Regions from separate parts of the Mus musculus genome. Here regions 1, 2, 3 and 4 are each linked to region 5. The links are chromatin contacts, called in public Hi-C maps. All regions are on one chromosome and are shown on one strand. Each heading gives the region's core, a stretch centred on a gene start, on an enhancer-like site or on the middle of the called end of the contact. The rest is flanking DNA. Distances are from core to core; before and after follow the strand shown. Region 1 overlaps Nrxn3 (neurexin III). Region 2 overlaps Nrxn3 (neurexin III). Region 3 has its middle 110 kb from the start of 5430427M07Rik. Region 4 overlaps Nrxn3 (neurexin III). Region 5 has its middle 17 kb from the start of Gm40538.

Evidence for each region. Hi-C and Micro-C count contacts between places; a contact is called where the count stands out from the background.
Region 1: a Hi-C map of cerebellum shows a contact between it and region 5, with 1.6 times the contacts expected there. The contact joins two enhancer-like sites. A contact is called at or near these places in 2 of 484 Hi-C or Micro-C datasets (cerebellar granule neurons and cerebellum).
Region 2: a Hi-C map of cerebellar granule neurons shows a contact between it and region 5, with 3 times the contacts expected there. The contact joins two enhancer-like sites. A contact is called at or near these places in 4 of 484 Hi-C or Micro-C datasets (brain, cerebellar granule neurons and cerebellum).
Region 3: a contact with region 5 is called in a Hi-C map of cerebellum, with 1.8 times the contacts expected there. The contact joins two enhancer-like sites. A contact is called at or near these places in 2 of 484 Hi-C or Micro-C datasets (cerebellar granule neurons and cerebellum).
Region 4: a contact with region 5 is called in a Hi-C map of cerebellar granule neurons, with 2.3 times the contacts expected there. The contact joins two enhancer-like sites. A contact is called at or near these places in 2 of 484 Hi-C or Micro-C datasets (cerebellar granule neurons and cerebellum).

What each region holds. Positions count from the first base shown.
Region 1 is chr12:90,112,394-90,115,093 of GRCm38.p6, forward strand. All of the region lies in intron 15 of Nrxn3 (neurexin III), which reads left to right. Among named protein-coding and RNA genes, the nearest start is that of Gm40538, 300 kb to the right of the region's middle. Within about 2 kb of position 1,253, at least 26 of the 459 cell types and tissues checked have an H3K27ac peak or open chromatin away from gene starts, as enhancers often do. A contact at or near this core is called in cerebellar granule neurons and cerebellum, where this site is marked.
Region 2 is chr12:90,084,766-90,087,465 of GRCm38.p6, forward strand. All of the region lies in intron 15 of Nrxn3 (neurexin III), which reads left to right. Among named protein-coding and RNA genes, the nearest start is that of Gm40538, 320 kb to the right of the region's middle. Within about 2 kb of position 1,351, at least 4 of the 459 cell types and tissues checked have an H3K27ac peak or open chromatin away from gene starts, as enhancers often do. A contact at or near this core is called in cerebellar granule neurons and cerebellum, where this site is marked.
Region 3 is chr12:90,930,625-90,933,324 of GRCm38.p6, forward strand. No RefSeq gene overlaps it. Among named protein-coding and RNA genes, the nearest start is that of 5430427M07Rik, 110 kb to the right of the region's middle. Within about 2 kb of position 1,342, at least 13 of the 459 cell types and tissues checked have an H3K27ac peak or open chromatin away from gene starts, as enhancers often do. A contact at or near this core is called in cerebellar granule neurons and cerebellum, where this site is marked.
Region 4 is chr12:89,953,362-89,956,061 of GRCm38.p6, forward strand. The region is part of intron 14 of Nrxn3 (neurexin III); the gene reads left to right. Among named protein-coding and RNA genes, the nearest start is that of Gm40538, 450 kb to the right of the region's middle. Within about 2 kb of position 1,325, at least 11 of the 459 cell types and tissues checked have an H3K27ac peak or open chromatin away from gene starts, as enhancers often do. A contact at or near this core is called in cerebellar granule neurons and cerebellum, where this site is marked.
Region 5 is chr12:90,424,479-90,427,178 of GRCm38.p6, forward strand. No RefSeq gene overlaps it. Among named protein-coding and RNA genes, the nearest start is that of Gm40538, 17 kb to the left of the region's middle. Within about 2 kb of position 1,348, at least 13 of the 459 cell types and tissues checked have an H3K27ac peak or open chromatin away from gene starts, as enhancers often do. A contact at or near this core is called in cerebellar granule neurons and cerebellum, where this site is marked.

The sequences.
Region 1 (2,700 bases), core at 3-2,502, 310 kb before region 5:
TAGCACAATGCAGAAAGAGCATAAGGAAAGGAGGATTGGGCTCTATTTAAAAGGATTAAGAGCCCATCCTTTAGATTCTGCATCTGGATTCTTTTCTTCCATATCATTGGTTTTGCTCTGTTCATTTTCTTGTGAAACGTATTCCCATTATGTAGCAAGCACATACTTGGAATTAGCTATGTAGACCTGCATAGCCTTGATTTTTTTTTCTATCCTCCTACCCTCTGCTTCTTAAATGCTGTGATTACCGATATATGCCATCAATATTGAGCTTGGCTTTTGTTTTGAGATGCTTCAATTGACAGAAAAAAAAAACAAAAAAAAACTAGGAATGGTTGAACTGTCCAGATAGTAAAGATGTGCTGACACTGTCTACCGTGCACTCTGATTTCTTCACCACTTCAGCCTCAGTTTGGGCAAATAGCCCAAATTTGCCATCTTTTGACTTTTTCTCCTTTTCATGTCTACCCAAGGTTCATGTTCAGAATAATTTCTAATGAGATAAAATAGCACTGACAATTCTACTTATCCAATCAGCTAAACAGTACATGCATCATTTGAAACATAACAGAAAGAGAGAGATCATCTTACTTTGTGTCTCATGTTTAGAAGTTTCAAGAAGCTCTCATAATTTTAAAGCATCATTTGATTTGTAGGCCATTGGAAGCTACACAATCAGCTTTTTTTTGTGGCCATGAAAAATTATCATTTCCTATAAATGCCATTGCTAAGTCCTAGGAACAGCATACCTGTACATGTTCATGTTGGGTGGATTTTAGGCCACTGCACTTGATGTGGTCACTTTGATTCAAATGTTAATTATCTTCTGAAAACACTGCTTTAAAGACTGAACTGTGCCTGTAGATAGCCAGGATGAACTAACTCATTTATCTTGCTATTTTTCATCTGAAATGGTTACACAGTGGCCCTTTTTTTCCAAGAACACCTCACTCAGTGCTGAGACAAAGAGCAGAGTCACAAGGTGTAGTGCAAACCTGCCTTGACTTTATTTGCAATTCTTGGGTCCTGCAGTCCTTGCATATGCTCTCCTGATACCATATGGCATTGCTTAGAAGCATCACTGACATTACACCCTATGAGTATCCAAGCTACTGTCTCCTGTTTCCAGAATAAGGAGTAGGAAATAAATGGCTATCTATTAATGAAAGTGATGAACCATAAGGTATACAGAGGACACACAGCCCAGTTACTGTTCATGTGGGCAATGGAAGGACTTTGACTTCTCTAGTACAAAGGGGCTGAGCCCAAGACTATGGCATTGGAGCAGCTGTTTGCTTCAGAATTAGCTAATGAGCCTCTTTGTGTTTGAACACTGGAAACTCTCCAAAACCCACTCAGGAGGGAAATTAACAAATGTCTCTTCTGTCACCTCTAGATAAATCTTCATGATGAAATATGTAACAGTTCTTCCTCTTCAATCTTGTCCCTTCTCCCCAGTGGATGGACACTCAATTGCCATGAAGGAAAAATAAAATAATAACTAGATTCCTTTTTTTGGTTTGTTTGTTTCTAAAAAGGAACAAAGGAAGCTTTGAGAGTGGAGTTAGATGCTGCTGGTTGAATGCCACAGTGAGACTCACAGCCTTCAGATGGTATTCAAAATATACTACGGTTACATATAATTTTTTTTATTATCTGAATAGCATTTATTTGTGTAATTTACAAATGCTAGCAACAGTGAGCATGGTCTGCTTTTAAGAGAGTGAGTACAGTAGGATCCCAGCATAATTCAATTATGATGAACAGTTTCACAGGGCTACATTGCACTTTTTTATACAGCAGAATAATAATTCTGATATGCTTTTAGCTTTTCATCAGTTTTATTAATTTTTTAAAGTTTATATTAGCACTTGCTAAGCTTTTAATAGCTGTTGTATATTATTCTGACTTGGGAGCTACAAAGATGAGTAACCTGGTATTAAGATTTTCAAGGAACACAGTGGCACAGGAAAAAAAATGTGTGTGTGTGTGTGATTTAAACATGCAATTATAGCTTAAGATATTATGTATCTCTTACAGTCATATTAAAATACAAAGGATATAATCAACTTGGACAGCCATTCATAGGATTCTACTAAAGGAAAACAAAAAGTAATGGAATGTTAGCAGAAGTTGTAGGTTAGAGATGTATGTGGCAATTTCTGTTGTGAGAAGTAATCTAGGTTGGTGAATCTAACAAAGGACTAAATATTGGGCATGAAGCTTTGGCTCAAGTCATATGAAGATGCACTTATTCCTTTGTGTCTATATGATCATCTGCATTTGTGTGCCCTGGTAAATGCCCATGTTTGAGCTATGTCATAGTAAAATGAAGTGATTTTGGACTTAAAATAAAGATTACTTAAAAAGCTATCTATGTTACCCGTAGGAATACCAGGATCCTAAGAACAATATATACCTACATTACATAAAAGCAATTTTATTGAAGTCATATATGTAGGAACTTGAGTCAATACTAAATACCAGGTGTCTATCTCTTTTGAGCCATAGTATGTCCTTACCTTCCTCTATACTTTAGTACTTAGATCTCAGTCTTGCAGGATCTAATATCACTACTAACTCACTATTGAAGATAGAGGAGTCCTAGACTCCCTGTAGCTAAGCAGAGACTTCCTAGGATTTAGGAGAAATTGGACTTCCCTCTCATTGAGAGATATTGGTTGCTGCCATCTTGCCTCC
Region 2 (2,700 bases), core at 101-2,600, 340 kb before region 5:
GCTCCCTCAAGGCTCTACTCTCCTATTCCAAGACAAGAATGGCTTTTAGTCCTCAATTTCCAGCTGTACTCTCCCCAGCGAAATGATTGCCTAAGTGTTTCTGTGTTTATATCTAAGGCTTATAACTCTTATTTCCTGCAGGAACTGGGAAGCATGTTCCCATGTTTCATATGCACTTTCAGTCAATCATGCATTTATAATCCAACTGGGAAGATGTGATTCAAACTGGATAGTCTGTTGTTGCAAGAGTCTGCTATAAAACTGATCAGTTGGCCAAGTTAGGTGATTTTTATTTTATTTTTTTTAGAAACTTCCTTGGCTTTCATTCTAGGGAGAAAGAAAGACAGAAAAGACCAGAAACCAACAACAGCAGGTGCTGCCAACATAGTATTCTTATCTTTGCTGATTTCAAGGGGAGAGCAAAAGAATATGTAATTGCTTCTCTGTGAGGCCGTTGGGATGCTGCCTGTCTCTCTGGCATTATCCACTTATTTCATCTAGGTAAGAAGAGAAGCAGAAACAAATTAAAAATGCATTTTCCCAAAGGCTTCTAGGACATTATTCAACACAGGTTCTCTTCCACCAGTGTCTGCTGGAAGTGTGTAAATATATATTTATTTATGGAAAATGGAATAAGGTCAAAGCCCTTCTGGATAGTTTCTCTTCTTCATTTATTTACTTTCTTATGCACACACGAAAAGACAGATGTCAGAACTGTATAGGAATTAACAGGCAGGATGCACAGCAGCTTCCTCTCCATGGGACTGGTGGAGGACACTCATTATTTAGGTCAAAAATGTCATATTACAAGTTTCTCAAAGGAGAAAATCTTGGGATTAGGAAGATGGCTCAGTAGATTATTTCAAATTCCCACCTAAGCATTGGGTGGCTACAAATGTCCATAATCCCAGCTTTGGAGTGCAGAGATAAACAGATTCTGGGGGTGGGGTGGGGGGAGATGGTTGCTAGTCACCCATCTTAGACAAAACAGCAAGTTTCTTGTCTAATGAGAGAGTTTTTTCTCAAGGGAATAATGTAAAGGGCAATAAGGGAAGATACCAGATGTCCTCCTATGGATTTTACATGTTTGCATGCAAGCATACTTACTGGGAAACTCATGTAAATGCAAGGCTCTCTCTCTCTCTCTCTCTCTCTCTCTCTCTCTCACACACACACACACACACACACACACACACACACACACACACACACACACTTTTCCAACTCAGGAAAAAATAGAGAGGTCTGTTCTCATTTTGACACTGGACAGATGGCAGCCTTCTGGCCCCACTGTGATGTCCTACCTGTGTGTGCTTTGTTTAGCTGGTCTCTCAGGATATGATTCTGACTCACTGTAGAATCCTTCTGTCCTGCTGTTATGCTCCACTATAGCTTTTCTCTACTGCTTCCCCAGGCTCCCAGGGTGTGGACATATTCCATATTGTCTCTTATGTGACCACCAACATGTTTACAAACATTATAGCATTTTAAACACTTTCAACTGTTCAGTAGCCACAGACATTCCTTATATCTAGCCGTAGGGATGGTCTGCCATCAACGTTATATAAATTTTCGCTAAGACAATAAGCCATTGACTTTTGCTGTGTCCTCTGTCATAGTAAAATCTTGCATACTCGTGTCTACTGGTCTTCGCTAGTATAACTAATAAAATGTATTTAATTTTTAAAATGAATTCTATTGCTTTTTCTTCAGTCTTTTGGTATTGATAAATATGAAGTATTTGGTTTACCCCTTTCTTCCCTTGCTCTCATTCAGAACCACGGAAGACATCCCTTCTCTTAAGTTGCTATCTCAGACCCTTAGAAACGCATACTTGTAACTCAATGGACTCCATCACACTTTGTTGATACAGTTGCATACCCTGTTCTACACATTTCTTTCTATGGTTTCAGCTACTTACAGTCAACTATGGTCTAAAAATAGTAAATTTAATCTTTCAGAAGTAAGCAATGCCTTGGTTTGAACTGTCCACGCTATGAGTTGTGTGACATTTCATGCCACCTGCCCTGTCCATTCCATCTGAATGTAAATGGTTCCTTTGCCTTCTGTCCCCAACTTCTGTAGTAGATATACTACCCTGGAGTATTCGTCTTAGTCTGTCAGATCAACTGGTGTGATATCACAATGTAAGCATTTGGTTCATGTTTATTCAATCATGATCCTAAAGCCCAAGAGGAGTGATGGTGTCAAGGAGTGGAACACGAAAAGTTTAAATCTAGTGCTCTATGGTAATGCTTCCAGGCATGTAGGGAAAACATGTAGCTTACACAGGGCTTGTTAGTGCCTGAGGTTTCAGCTATGCCCTTGCAGGGGCAGGAGAGGGGGGTCCTGAAAAGTAGACCTATAGATAAAGAGAACTAGTGAAATTTGACTTTGTATATTTGTGGGTATATTTATGTATTTTATTATAATTTGTTGATATCTGCAAGTATTGAGATCTTGTGTTGTTTTTCTCTGTTTTCAGATTTAAGACTACATATATATATATATATATATGTATATATATATGTGTGTGTGTGTGTATGTATATATATATATATATATATATGTATATATATATATATATATATATATATATATGTATATATATAGTGTGTGTGTGCGTGTGTGTGTGTGTGTGTGTGTGTGTGTGTGTTGTACATGCATTCATGTGTATAACTATGCACGCTCATGTCCTCA
Region 3 (2,700 bases), core at 92-2,591, 510 kb after region 5:
TTTCAAGGCCAGAGAAACATTTCAAAGTTGGAGCTATTTCAGAGAAACAAAGATACAGGAATATAAAAGCATAAAAGCTCACGAAACAACTTCTGCCTGTTTTACAGACACTTCTTTGTGGACATGGCTACTTTGACCCTACCCAGACACTTTTCCAGTCTTGAAAACATCCCTAAATAAAGAACTTAGACAAAGGAAGAGATATATTGTGGTTGGCTGGACCTCACTCAGGGCAACTTGGGAGTGCTTCTAGAAGAGAAAGAATATGAAACTGGAGGTGTATGAAAATACAAAGGTCATTATTGCTTATTGTTAGATTGCCTTATATCTTGAACTCTTTAAAAAGCATATGATCATGTGAACATGTCACAAGAGCTCTTCCCCAAGACTTCCAAGGGCTTGTGCAAGCAATGGGCCCTTGGAAATCTTACTTGCTTTCTGGAGCAATTGCCTCTGAGAGCAAAAAAAGAGCATATACCTAACAGGATGGTGGAAAGAAAGGGTTTGGAGTTACAAGTTGAGGACCTCTTTCAAATTAACTACCAACAGCCCAACAGTTGGAACTAGGCCAGGTGTGTGGCTCTTGGCTCTTGGCTCTCTGGAAGAAACATATATGCCACAGCTGATCATCTATTTGGAGGTCCGGGCCATGTCAACCAGTTTAAACATGAATCAGGAAGTGCTTAAGCTACTGCAAGACAAAGTTGCATATTGTTTCAGTCTTAAACCCCTCCTGGGAAGTAGCAACTATGTCTCCTTCTGAATGTGTCAAAATATATCAGAGGGTTAGATAAACAATGCCTGGCATTTGCCACATTTCTGTTCTGGTATTTGACCCAAGGCATAGGGCAGGGCAGGGAGAGGCTTGGTGAGACCAGGCCCATTCTATTACATATAATCTGTCTGAGAGAACAGAATTCATCTCTTGAATTGCTATCCCATCCCAGGCTCCTTGGTTTCTCAATTTGAGATGGACACTTTTTTTTCCCATCCACCTCGTAAAAATCCACGTAGTAAGAATTGAACACAGGAATTAAAAGAAAGCATTTAAGAAATTACTTCATAGGACATCCCATCCACCACACTACCATAGAAGAATGACAGAAATATAGATACAGGAATCTAAGGGACAAGAAGAAGCTCTTAATGGCTTTCCTTGAGTCTGTTCTAATGCAAAGAACTGGGAGAGCTTTCCTTTGAAAGCAATCTGGAAATGAAAGAAAAAAAAGTTCTGAGACTGGCTGAAATGAAATTTTTCAGATGCCAGACACAAACTGGACTCCTTCTTTTTGCCCTTGGACTGGACGACTCTGAAGGCTGCAGAGATTGAACCCTTCCCTGCTGTTTGCTTGATTTGGTCTGAGATGGAGCCAAGAGATGTGGTGATGAAGTTTGGAAAAACAATTAAAAAGAAATGTATGTGGTGGTTTTTCTGGGATCCTAATTAGCTGACCCATTTCTAGGTAACATTAGGGAAGTTGTGGGCAGTGATTATTATCTCTTTAAAGTCCTAATTAAAATGTCAAACTGTAAGGTAGAATGTCTTCAAAGCTGCATGTAATTTGATTGTGTTGGCTTGTTGAAAAAATGGCCTTGGAAATACAAATAAGCCAGCCACTAAAAAGATCCCAGAAGTCCAGGCTGTATTCCAGAAGCATAGTCTGTTGACCCAATAGCATTTTATAACTAACCACTCACCAAGTGGTAGGCATCCAAATGTCAAAGCCAGTTTCATAACACGGTAACACATAGCATGCTGTGGATGGGTGTCTGCCAGAAGCACGCTTGGGTTTAAAGAAAAAAAAAAAAAGGTGTGTACAGGTTAGTCTACCTAGTCAGGCTTACGTGCATATTGGCCAGATTTAAATGTGCTCCTTGGATGAGCTTCCTAAATGCCTGGCACCCTACCCATTCTCTAAATGAGCCGGCTGGAGTGCCGGATCTCTAAAAGGATGTCTGCATACTATGGAGAGCTTCTGTTACTATACAACATCAGGATCCCAAGAGAAAATGTGTCATGTCTCATCTATGCCCGGGCATTAGCAAAGCTATCCTTTACCTGTGACGGTGAGGCGTCAAGCATCAGGCATAAATGCATCGATTTTTAAAAATAAATTTAAAGAGACAAGGTCCCGAAAATTTTGGCTTAAGCAAGAAAGACATCTGTTGCTGTAAAACAGGTCTAGCAGTTGATTCACACAGTCTCTCAAAGACATCAACAATGAACAATTTTGCTCCCATTTTCATTTTGCACACGTCCCTTTCAGCGTGCCTGCTGCTCTCATTATCACTGTGTCTAGACAGCTCTCCTATCACCGGATCTAAAGGGAGGGCTGTTATATCTCACGAAAGTCCTTTGTCCTGTCCTAGAAGCCTTTCCCTGGTATTCTCATCACATGTCATTGTCCATAGTTGTATCACATGCCCATTCTTGAATGGAACACTGTCAAAGAAAACTGTGAACAACCAGACTAGCTTGATCATCACTAACATCCAAGCCCACTGCTAAGGAAAGTTACAACCTTCCAAACTTTCAATATCCATATTTGCCACAATTGACATCTAAATTAAATATTTTATTTGTAAGGAAAACAGTGGAAGCAGTCCTGGGTAGGTAACCAGTGTCCACCCAATAGGTGAGATGTGTGTTATAGCAATGTAACAGGGTCTACATTGAATTGTTTTTCCATTGATATAGAG
Region 4 (2,700 bases), core at 75-2,574, 470 kb before region 5:
CCCAGGGAAATAAACAGCTGTCCAAATGAACTGCCAGGAAATAGCCCATGACTATTGGGAGATCTTGGGAAAGGATCAGGACACACCATGTGGATTGAGGCTATAAACATAAGAAAGCCTCTTTAGCCAAAGCCAAGTTTAAATATCCTGTAAATCAGCATAGGGGATGGATGTGCTATTTAAGCCTATTTCCTCTTCCAAATACAGGATCTATATCTTACCAACCTGAATGCCCTTAACCTATTTGTTACTACAATATGTGTTTCCTCCTATTCTTGCTTCTTATCTTCTGAGTCCAGTTGGATGTGAGCAGGGTTCAGGCTGGAAAAAAAATGTGGTAAGAGCATTGCACTTTAGACACCTCTGGAATTATTTTTCTGTGAATTTACCGAGTTCCTGTTTAATGGCCACATAAACAAAGGAAAGTAAGCACGACCATACTAGTGCTGATGAAAGCATCTTATATTTTCAGCAAGTGAAGAGCTCTTGGATGCTCTAAGCCTTGTGCAATGTGTGCTTACATCACTTGGTTGTTCCTAACAGCTTCAGAGCTGAGACATACGAGAGTCTTAGGGAGTCAAGTTCAGTTTACTTTAATTAGGAGACACAAAACTAAGCTAAGAGATTGTTTAAGCTCTGTGCACAAGGAGCTCAAGAATACATATTCCAAAAGAACAGCTTCCTGCACAGCTCAGTACAGTAATGTTTCTACTAAGTCAGATGCTAAATCTATCACTTGTCTATTTGTTGTTTCGTGGGGAAATATACATTTTGTCATCACCTTGGTTACACAAAGATAAGATGGTTTTCTTTGTTGTTGATGGTGGTGGTGAGATTTTTATTTGTTTGTTTGTTTGTTTGTTTGGTCTGTTTTGTTTTGTTTTCTCTGTCGCTAGAACTAGAAGGTTGGCTGTAGGGGTAACTATAGTCCCATGTTATTTTTTCTTTATTCCCACAGATGTGGTCATTTCCATATTCATTAGAAAGAAAAGGCATCATTGTTGGGACATCATATAAAATCCAATCTGCTCATTTCCCCACTTATTCTTTCCTCTCTCATCCTGTTATTTTACTGTCCCTGAAGCCAAGACTTGTCTTTCCCCATCTTCCCTGTTATAGCTGTCAAGAGATCGTTCATTAAAAGCAAGCAGGGGATGCTTCAGACCTTCATGGAGATCAGTGGCAGCCTGAAAGGTCTGAATGCCTGCACACACTTTACATGAAGTTGAGTACTTATGGCACTTCTCCCAGTAGGGAGAGAGATGAGCAGGTGAGGCCAAAAGCGACATCTGTGACTTGCTACCATGGGCTGGCTTTGTGTGCATAATTTCCACTTCAAAGAGTTTGCAGGCTGGTGAGAGTTCATGCGGCTTGTGCCTGTCAGCTAGTCAAAGCTGTGTCTGATACAACTCTGGTAAATGGCAAGTGAGAGATCTTTCGATCTACAGTGTAGATCTTTCGATGCTACAGCAGTTGATGCCCTTGGAGTTTATGGGTCCAACTTCCTCACTACACCAATGAGGAAATTATGAAATGCTTGTGTTTAACTTCTTCATTCCACAATATCCATTCATTTCCTGGGTTGTAAAGGAGGGGAGGGCACAGGCTGATGCAGGGTTAGGCCATGTGGGTTAGGGTAGCAGAAGAACTATGGTTTCCCTTTGCCCCTTCCTGGATCTTACAACTGTTAATATGGACCTAATGGTCTGGCCTAAGGTGGAGCCAGGGTGTTTGTTTGTTTATAGATTTTGAAACAAGGTCTCTGGTAATTCAGTAATGTCCTTGAGGTTGACTGTGTTCTTGTGATTCTCCTGCCTCTGTCTCCCAAATGTCAGGATTACAGGTATGGTCCACAGTACCCACCCCATGTATACTGTGCTGAGAATCAAAGTCAAGGCTTTATACATGTCAGACAATTACCATACCAAGTAGGCATTTATTGAAAACAATAGTAGTAGAAGCTGAATCAATGTTGGATTTAATTCTATAGGATGAATAGGAGTAGGTATCAATATGAGGTCAGGGATACTAAACAAGACAAAACTAAAACACTAATCTAGTTTAGAAGTCTTTCTCTTTACCACAGTAGGCTCATTTTCCAAAAGGAAAGGTGTAATTATTTAAAATATCTCAATAGGGAAAGATTTCCTCATAAAATTCTGAATGAGAAATGATGACCAAAAAAAAAAAAAAAAAGATATCCTTAAGAAAATCCTAGCTATTTCCAAATCTCAACATTGACTACTTCCCAAGAAGAGGTAAACAACTGGTTAATTACCTTCTACTTACCCTAATTTATTTGATTTGCCATGAGCAACAGTTTTCCCTAGAAATCGCCCTCACTGACCTTGGACAACTGAAAAGATGAACAGTAATGGAAATAGAGTCTTCATGTAACAGTCATCTTGTTAAGCCCACGGTCCAGCTCCCAGGGTGTCAGGGAGAGAGGGGGGTGGGGGGAACAGAGAAAACTAGTGGTTCTGTGCTGAGGGAAAATGGATGCAACTCTCTGAGGTAAAGGATAAAAATAAATCCCCAGTATTACTGAAGCATGAGAGTGCCATGAAATAGTGGACCCTGGATCGATACATTACATTATAGCAGAAAAAAAGAAAGAAAAGAATTTTCAGAGTTTATTTATCTAGCTCCTCTGAAATATACTCATGTGACTCACTGCGCTGAAGATGTTGATGTCACTGG
Region 5 (2,700 bases), core at 98-2,597:
TGCCCTCCCTGTTTTATTCTTTGGAGACAGTGTCTCTGACTGAATGTGGAGCTAGTCTGATGGACAGCAACTTCATCCAGCCTCCTGTTTCCACCTCCAGGAACACTGGGGTTCAAAGCCTATGCAACCACACATTGCTTTTGGTTTTGTTTTTTTTTTTAATTCAGTTCTGGGATCTTAACTTAGGTCTTCAAACCTGAAGAGCATGTTCTCTTGCTCACTGAGTCATTTCTTGGTTTCCTGGAAGAAAATATCTTCCTATGATAGATAATATCTCCTTTTCTGTTGGGAAAGATCTTTTGTACAGAGGGGCTCAGCTCTAAGAAACACTTCTGGAATTGAGACAGTTGTTGATTCACACTGAGAGTCTTGTCTCTGATACACTATATACGGAAGTTACTTTGGTATATTTGCACAAAGAAATACCTTAAAGCCGTTAGGATAATAAAGGAAGCTGAGAGTAGTTCTCTCTATTAATTCACTTAAACTGCAACACCTCCTCTGGACCTAATAAAATGCCACTGAGAAATAAGATTAGGAGAAATTGGTACTTTCTGTATTCTTCAGATTTTCTTATTCCTCTATGACTGGGGCTCTTCTAGTACATGAGGATGGATAGAGTCTAAGATGGTGGGAAAGCTAAGGGAAGAGAAAGCTATTGTCTTCTCAGTTCTTTGAATGTGGCTTCTGACATTAGCATAACAGGACTTCTTGAACAGTGACATTGGCTCGGTTAGGGCATCCAGGAGAGCAATTCTCCTTCCTCCAAGAAGTTCCCATGAGGCTTTGTTGCTAGGGAACCTGTCTTGGTTTCTCCCTCTCTGTGGAAGGGACAATATACATCCATCAGCCTTGCTATCCCAAGACTGTTTGCCATCGAAGAGGCCAAAGGTTTCTTGTTTGCAATTTCATCAGAGAGTTGTTCTCATCCAGCCAAATGCATGAAGAGGATGGCAAGCATCCTGCATCCTCACTCCCAACAGGGAGCTCATGAAAAAGCCCACATTCTGGTATTGCTTTAGAGTGGGCTGAAGCAGCTGTTGAACAGCAACTCTATACAAGACTGAAGAACAAATTCCAATTCTGATGGAATCTTTCAGGGAAAATTCAGGTGGCAGAATGTCAGCATATGAGTCAGGACGGTGAGATTGTATAACACCTCGATTCTCTTACCTAAAAGGAATCTAGGATCTTTACCAGCAGTAATTCAGCAAGAAGTGAATTTTATAACATCATGATGGCAAAAGAGTCAAATCTCTGGCCAGCAGCCCCCTTGTAGGAAGCCTGGCTTTCATCAGCATCCGGCACCTCCTGCCTGTGCCCTTGGCAGGCCCCCAAGAGAGGCAAGGATGCCACTAAATCCTGCCAACTTGCAAAGCAGCCAGGAGCTCAGCAGAAGGTGTGTGCTTCCTGGCTTCTCCTGGAGTCCATCTGGATGCTCCCTCACACCTGTTTGGGAGGGATTTGGAGGCCTGGTTTACAAATGTAAACGTGGCTTAAACATTCTGGTCCATTGCTGATCGCTGACCCGCTGACCATGAACCCGTATTTTTGAGAGACTTGATGCAAAGAGATCATTTCTATGGCCTTTCTCCTCTTCCCTTGTCAACCTCAGATGGTGAAAATATGCCACTCCATATTTAAAAAATAAATAAATAAAGAAGAAGCCTGGGATGAACAGATGTAAAGGTGATTTCAATTTCTCAATAAAGGTGACACTAGGCCAAATTTGATATTACACTAAGCCCCACATAACGTTTAAAAATGAGTTTTTTCGGCCATAAAATTACTAATTGATCTGTCTTGTAAAAAGATAAAGGAAATGAATGCCTATTTGAGTTTCATTTCTGTCAGCCTCCCAACTCCTTATTTTATGTAGTGCAAAATGAATTTTAATGAAGCAGCTTCCAAATTTCAAAATATGTCATTACCCTCGGAAGTAATTGCCACGTCCGACTGCCTTTTCCTCTCTTAGTGTCTGCCTTTCCAGTATGGAAGTCAATGTTCCGTGCCATACGCTCTTCCACATGCCATTTGAGAAAAACAAATTAGGAAAAGACTGTGCCAGGAAGAAGTCATCTCTCTAGTCCTTCAACAACTATTTAGAGAACTCTGCTGTATATAAGATGCTGGGGTGAGGTGGGGCAGGGGTTTGTGCTGGTGAGTAGGTATGCATATCTTCCTGCGGATGTAGGTGTGTGTGCATTTGGATGCTTGTGTACAGAGATCAGAATGATGATGACGGTTTTCTCTATCAATCTTGACCTCAGGTTTTGAGACAGGGTCTCTGAATGATCCTGAAGCTCACCAATTCAGCTAGCTATTCTGTCCAGTGGACTCCAGGGGACACCTGTCTCTGCCCACCTTAGCATTGGCATTGCCGATGCTTGCCACTGGCCTCAAATTTTTATGAGTACCAGGGATGGAATTCAGGTCCCCCTGCTTTCATAGCAAGCCTTTTACGGACTGAACACCATCCCGATGTAGTATGTTTGGGTGCTTCCAAAGAGACTAAAATGTAAAATAGTGAAAGCCCCCTTATGCATTTTAATGTCGCACAGCAATAAAATGAGCATGCAGTTATATAACAGTCAAATGATTATTAATGCTATGAATAAAAAGAATGGATATTGTTGGATGGGAAAAGACAGAAAATAGGAACATACAGTACCAAGCAAACAGACACACACACACACACAC